Linked DNA regions of Podarcis muralis: region 2 is linked to region 1. A link is a contact called in public Hi-C data. All regions are on one chromosome and are shown on one strand. The core of a region is the stretch at or near the end of the contact, and the rest is flanking DNA. Distances in the headings are between cores, read along the strand shown. Region 1 holds the start of ATE1 (arginyltransferase 1). Region 2 holds the start of ACADSB (acyl-CoA dehydrogenase short/branched chain).

The links. A called contact is a pair of places that touch in the nucleus more often than the background predicts.
Region 2: a Hi-C map of blood shows a contact between it and region 1, with 4 times the contacts expected there. The contact joins the promoter of ACADSB here to the promoter of ATE1 in region 1. A contact is called at or near these places in 2 of 3 Hi-C or Micro-C datasets (blood and tail).

What each region holds. Positions count from the first base shown.
Region 1 is chr6:54,248,311-54,252,140 of rPodMur119.hap1.1, reverse strand. ATE1 (arginyltransferase 1) reads left to right here and starts at 1,258. Exons shown (of 12, transcript XM_028730063.2): 1 at 1,258-1,582. The coding sequence starts at 1,498.
Region 2 is chr6:54,909,257-54,912,638 of rPodMur119.hap1.1, reverse strand. ACADSB (acyl-CoA dehydrogenase short/branched chain) reads right to left here and starts at 1,506. Exons shown (of 11, transcript XM_028730018.2): 1 at 1,180-1,506. The coding sequence starts at 1,224. IKZF5 (IKAROS family zinc finger 5) reads left to right here and starts at 1,648. Exons shown (of 5, transcript XM_077930334.1): 1 at 1,648-1,802.

The sequences.
Region 1 (3,830 bases), core at 9-2,508:
CCTGTAGTAGGGTCATATCAATTTATTTCTCATGCCCACCCAATCTGGAAACCTGCAGGACAATTAAGACTGAAATCTAAGGTGAAGTGAAGACTGTCTCATCCAGTGCCCTGCCAGGCTCATGCCTACAGGGCAGAACAGTGCTGCTCTCCTCTAGGCCTTTTTCATTATTATTGTTTTTTAATTACTATTGTTTTTTTGTTTGCTTTACTCCCTTTGACAAATAATCTCCAACCCTGGCATAGTCTCTTTTCCCACCCCCCAGTTTGGGGAACTAGTAGGGAATTGGGAAAGCTCCATTGCTACTGCACTTCTTCATATCAGGACTGTGGGGACATTTCTGTGGCGGCTGGAATAGAGACCCTTGAGTTCAGATTTATGTGGCCTGAGAGAGAAATCAGATGGTGCTTATGGCCCTTGGAATGTCATCCTAGGAACTAGAGAACTGAAGGATGAATGTATTTGTTTGAATCTATATCTTTCTGCACTCAAGAAGAGCAGAGTTTGAAGGAACTATCCTTCCTTCTAGTGTGATGGTGGAAATTAGTACAATATTAAAATACTGGATTGTATTGTTTAAACAGCTGCCGTTGTTACCAGCAAAGGATGGTCTGAAGGCAGAATAAATGCTGATCTGGTCCTTATTCTTCCATTAAGTGTTTAGGTTGGCAAGTGTTATTGGCTATAGTTGCATAAATGGCTCAACTTTAAGCTTCTAGTTTTCTTTTCCCTCTGGTGTGGTAGTGGCAGGTGCCTATAGCAGTCAGAGACTTTCATGTAAGTGATTGGTGTACCAGCAGTTCTTCCCAGAAACAAAAGGAAGAAGGCACATGTTCTCTCAGGTTTCGTGTGCGAAAAATTAATATAAAAATATTGTTAAATGTGTAAGAGCAAGCTATTTCTCATTCTGCCCCTTGTCAGCATGCACTTCCACATGCTAGTGAGCTGGATTTAGGCTAGGAGAGGAGTTTGGGAGAGATAATTTCGTTAAATTGCAGCAAATCTAGCGTTTTCCACACTGACTTCTGGTTACGAGAAGCGGGTGGCCACCCTACTTGCGCCCTCCAGATGTTGCTAAACTCCCAACTCCCTTTAGCCGCTGCAGCCAGTGGTCAGGGATAATGGGAGACGGAAGTCCCAACAACATTTAGAGGGCCACTTGTTGCACATCCCTGTGTTAGCAGTCGGCTGTTGAAAGCTGGGGCTCTGAAAAGGGACATTCGAGTGTAAGCGCGGCTGTTTCCTACCCAGAAAGCAAGAGGCACGTGCTTTGAGGTGGGGAGAGAGCGCTCCTGTTTAGCAGGCGATGGCGCTCCTAGAGCCGCATCCTCGGGAACTGAAGCTTATTATTTCGGGTGGGTGGAACAGGTGAAGGGCAAGGGAGGGGGAGAAGCTTGCCAAAACGATCGCAAGGTGGAGCAGGTGGCTCAAGGTGCTCCAATCCCCCCTCCTCTGCCAACGAGGCATCGTAGCGCGAGCAGGGACCGGCTGGGCATCATGGACTCCGTCGTGGCCTACGAAGGGACGAGAGAGGGCTACCGGTGCGGCTACTGTCACTCTGCCGGGGGGAAAGCAAGCCACGGTAAGAGCTGGAGGGTGGAAGAATAACTTCAGGAAGGCCCTAACTAAGGCGGGGGGGGGGGAGCGGGGAAGGCAGGCGCCGATGTGCCTGCAGAGGAAATCCCCGACTACGTAACGACGGCTTCCCGCAGCACACCTGTCGCGGGTGCATTTTTCTCTCCGCCGCTTGTTACTTAACGCCCTTCCCTCAGTAAAGATGGCGGAACTGGCACGCCCTGTCCGTTGCTTTTACGGAGCCCCCCCTGTGCTCTTGCCCTTCGGAAGAAGGGGCCGCCGATTGCCCCGCTCTCCGCCTGGGAGTTAATGGCGGCATTCGTGTTGAGACTTTTCGTGGCCTCGCTGCTGCCGGCCGCCTTCCTCCCGAGAGCCAGGGAGTGCCACGCAGCCCTTGCATTTGCTCCCCCCCCCCCGTTAGCAGCCTCCCAGCCGAGGAGCAACAGTAGCCCAAGTGAAAACGCGAGAAGATAAGGGCAAGGGCTATAGAAGTTCTCCTTCGTCCTTTCAGCTTTGAAACAAGGCTCCTGGCTCCAAAAAAAAAAGTTGGTTTTTTAAGACAGAACTTCGGAGCTTTTGAAGGGGGAAACGTAGTTGGGCGAGGAGGAAATTAAGAGAAATTAAGCCCGCGAAAAGGAGGCGTTTAGAGCTCTAGTCTAGCCTAATACCCGTTTGCTCAGAAGTAAGGCTCTTGCAAATGAGTAAACCCCACTGAGCACACCGTTTAGTCCTGCACAAACAGTGGGATTTACACCAAAATAAACTTGTGCAAAAGTGAAGCTCGGCTGAGCTCAGTGCGACTTGCTTCTGATGAACCTGCATAGTTGTTTTGTCGTCTATGAGTTTCGTGCGACGTTTTAAAATGTCAGAAAGCCGTAAAAAATTGGAAACCTGAGCACTCTAGTCCTCCCTCCTCAGTATGGCAGTCTCTGCTTAAAAGTGAGTCCCACTGAGTGGGTAGAGAGGGCTGCAGCTTCAGTAATGTTTATCCTACTGACATAATTTAAAGCAGTAGTTTGCTCATTAATCAGATTGTATGAGAAGGACAGGGAAAAATAGGCTAGGCAATTAGACAAAACGGAAGGGAAGGGTATACTTGGCCCCGGAGCTGTGGAGCAGATGTTATAATTATTTTGATAGTTTATATGTTACTTCCCCCATGCCTGGAGTGACTTCAAAGGGAAATAAAGCTGTCATCCTATGCTGCTTTACCTGGGGAATCTCATTCTACACAATGGGATTGATGCCCAAATAAACAAGCACAGTTTGCAAGATGTATGCACGATTCAGACACAACTGTCAGAACTGAGAATTCACTGGCTGCATTAGCGACACAGTATTGGGCTATTTCTGGGGAAATTTACAATGCCTTTCAAAGCTGCATAGCAGGCAGCAATGGGAACAAAACAGGTGAAAGGTTCTCCCATCATTTCATCTCCATCTGTTGAATTTCTGTTTGCCACGATGGTTTTAAAGACAAATAAAACCCCCAAAACCGTGCCAGAAAAAGAAACGATATCTATGTCTAAAGGGTTTTTTTTAAGGCAGAGAACACGATAGACTTAAACCCGCTGCAACGAATAAGAAGCCTGTCCCTTTAAGACGCAGTATTTACTTTTGATGCCTCTTTTTTTTTTTTGCCCCGCACATGGAAGATGCGAAGCTGTGCAATGGGCTCCCGGAAGTCGCGACAGAAAACGAGGGAGACTGGAGCCCTCTCCCTGCTCCACCCAAACTTTTGCCCTTTGCTAAGATGGCGGCCGCCGGCGCTGCTGCCACTGCTTCCCGGGGCCCCTGAAGGGTTTGTGGCACCCTGAGCCGGCCGGCAAAGATGGCGGCGGCGGGGGGGAGTAGTTCCCCAAGTATCGTGGAGTACCTGGGCGGAGACGACGGCTACCGCTGCGGCTACTGCAAGAGCGACACCGGCAACCTCTCCCACGGTTAGGGTCCTGAGGGCGGGGAGAAGCAGCAGAGGAAGGGAGGGCGCTGCGCGCGTGTCTCCCTTTCCTTCAAACTACCTTTTAAAGAAATAAGAGCAAAGCGCCAGATGCATGGAAAGTGCGCGTGGGCTGAGCTGGGCCTTGGCTCTGGGGGGGTCCGAAATGATTCCAATTTCCTTGCAGCCCCTTGGAAGTCTAGGCGGGTTGGTGTTCACCCGTCCAAGTTCCTCCCAGCTATGGTGAAGAAGCGAGGCGGGGTGGGGGGCTTAATGAAAGCCACAAGCCCACTTTCTGGGTACCCCACTTCCTTCTAGG
Region 2 (3,382 bases), core at 257-2,756, 660 kb before region 1:
TTCACATTAAACAAATTCTTGCTGACCAAGATTGCTCTCACTTTATAAAAAGAGGCAACTCCCTGCAATGCTCTCTTCCCCTATAAAATTTACAATGGGCAATATACAGGAACATTTGCAAATAACTCCTGAATTATGTAGAAAGTTCACACTCTAGGGTTAGGCCCTTGAAAGGGGTTGGCACACATAAAATAAGTATACTGAAGTATTCTACAGCTCTTTTCAAAAATACTGAAATATGGGCTACCAAGTTCTCTTGTTCATTCCTACAATAAAGGACCTACATGAATGAAGTTTTATTTCCTAAGTCAATATTGAACAGCTAGTAGTGCTGGACTTAGTAGCTTTATAGTAGTTCCCTCTTTAGTTGGCAATGTGTATTACTTTTCTTCAGAAGGTGGTAAGCCAGGCTTGATGCACCTACTAAGGGGGCCATCCTGCTTATTCTACACTTCTATCTCATAGTGTTGCCCTGGTGATCACTGAAAGGACCATGCTTACACCTAGCTTTGCAGCAGAGTTATATGCATTTTCATTCAGAAGTCAGTGTTCAGTGGAGCTGACACCTTGATGTTTAGAACTGTTGCGTTAGGCTTATTATTATTACTGGCACATCTTAACAAAGGGTATGCAAATTTAGCCTACTCCACAGAGTGAAAAGGGGTGTGGGATGAAGGAGAGATCATCTCATGGCTCCCCTGCGCACAAACACACCCTTTATCCATTTCTAAAGAGAGAGTGAGAGGTGCCAGAACTCAGCAGCATCTGGAAATCACGTTCTCCGATCTGGCAACTGTGCATGGAGACCGTATGCACCCACGCCCTCTTGTCCAAGTACAGTTTAACCACCTTTTCCCGTGCATCCTCCTGAAATTCAACAAGGGAACCTTTCTCCGCGGCTAGATCTGTGCTTGGACACAGCTCACCTGTACAGGTCAGGTTTACAAAGGACTCTCCCTCTTACCAGGGGCCAGACTACCTTGCACATCTGGACTACGCTCCTCTACTCGCACTGGCTTCCCGACTCATTTTGACTCAAGATGCCGGGATTCTAACCTGCGACCATCTGCTTGCAAAGCAGCCGATCGACCAGCCCACCTGCAGCCTCCACCTGCCACCTGCGTCCTGGATCTGAAAACAGCCCGAGCTGAGCTCCTGGAAAACAACGGCGACATTTACCTTCCCGCAGCGCCTGAGCGAAGACAGAGCCCCTGCCGCCGCCATCCCTTCTGCCGCCGCAGCTTCTCTCCCCGAAGGCCGAGCGGACACCGAACTTGCTGGAGGAACCCAAAGAGGGATCTTCTGCGCACCTTTACGGAAAGCCTGCCGCGCAACGCACTTCTGGTTCCCAATGGAACCCTCCTCCTGAGGGGCGGGAGTGTTTAGAAGCGGAACGACTCTCGTTCCCCAACTCCCCGCTCCCGATAAGGAGCAGCGTCGCTTTGATTTTTACAGGCGTTTGCGCATCCCCTTCGTTCTCGCCCCCGCACATTAAAGGCGGGAGCCCGACGGTATGCGACTGGATACCGGAAGTTCTACAGAACTCAAGAGGAAAATAAAAACAAGCAAACCACCCGCTTTGGAGAAAGAGAGAGCGAGAGCGCGCGGCTTCCCACGCCTCTCTTTGAGAACGGCGCGCGCCGGCCGCGCCTGTTGGCGGAGCTGGCGGAGCTCTCGCGGGATTTCGAAAGGGGGAAGGACGCGGGTTACGCCTGGGCTCCGGGAGACACAACAAACATGGAGGCGGCGGCAGCGGTGACGGCGGGAGTCGGGTCCACCTGCGGCTGGCAAGTGCGGCGGAGGTGAGGCGGCGGCGGCGGGGCAAGCAGCGTCCGGGGGGCTCCCTCTGCCTGGGCGGAGCAGGAGGAGACCTCGTCGTGCTCCTTCCCCGCTGGCGCCGCGCTCTGCCTGCCTGCCTGCCGAAGTTGGGAGCGCAGGAGGAGTGGCGCCGGCGAAGCCCACTTCGCCGAGGGTCGGTCGGGGAGGCAGCATGTCGGGAGCGGCGCTCCGGTGCGGTCGGGGAAAAGGCTGCGTGCTGCCCAGGAGGTGGGTCCGGTGGGCAGTGGGAAGCTGCCCCCCAGCAGCCCCCAAAAGGGGCTTGGAGTTTGGCTCTCTGTCAGGGTCGCGGGAGGAGAGGTGGCCGCAGGCAGCCTGCGCTTTGCCCGGGAGTCGCTGGCAGCAATTCTTGCCCTAAGGAAAGCAAGAAGAAGAAGAAGAAGATGCCCGGGCTCCTCATGCATCCTACAGTTGTGCAGAAGAGGGGGTTTTCCCCAGCAGGTGCCGCTTGCATGACAAGCTGGCTCTGTGCACATCTCCACCTCTGCGCAACTATTAAGGGGCGGCTGGAACAGGAACACCCAGTCCGGCCTTTCCCCTCCTGGCCGCCCTTGCCCAGCGAAGGAGGATGAAATTGCCTCTTCCCCACACAGCTGTTAAGAGGGGCACACCTCTCCTGCGTTGCATCTCACCACCCTGGCGACCGGCCGTCAGTGTTTCCCAACCTTGTGCCTCCAGCTGTTTTTGGCCTACAATTCCCATCATCCCTTGCCACTGGTCTTGCTAGTCAGGGATGATGGGAGTTGTAGTTCAAAAACAGCTGGAGGCACAAGGTTGGGAAAGAAACAGTGCACACTTGGAAGGGGGGGGGGTGTCCAGAGGCAAAAAGTGGCTCACTGGATTGTTATGGAGCTGACAGCTCTTTTTATCCTAAAACTTACATCCTCGAAGGATGCTAGCTGCTACTGTTGGGTGCTCCTTTAGCACTACCCGAGCCGCCCAGGGTCTAGAAGTGACACTGTTTTGCTTTGTGATCACTCAATAAGCGACACCGAGTGGGAGATGTCTGACTTGAACTGCTTGGAGATGAGAGTAGGTAGTGGAAGGGGAAAGCTGCAAGTTGGGAGGTCTTTGCATGGGATTGAAGAGATGGAGGGCCGGGAGGGTGGTGTGCCATAGGCTGTGTGCATGGAGTTCTGTGGAATGAAAAATCTGAGTTCTATTCCAACTGCCTTCCAAACATGAGTTCCCTCTTACCGTCTCCTTGGTTTAATTCTTTAGAGTAATTATATGAGCCATAATGTTTAGGATTAAATTGGCAAAGTAACTGGGAGCAAGTGTTAAGAGATGAGAAGATGAAGTGGTATCTTCCAACAAGATTGGATCATACTGTATTTGTATCGTGGTACTCTAGGCCGCTGATTTGCAGCATTGGACAAGGTTGCTGAGAGTTCTTCAGCTCTGCATCCCTTCAAGCCTCGCTGCTCTGATCTGCAAGGATGGGGAGATGGGTTAAGTGTTGCCAGAAAGGGCAAAAGTGACAATATACTGGATGGAAATTATTGCTCCCACAGTGCGGTTAATACAGTATAGCTTTGCTGCTGGT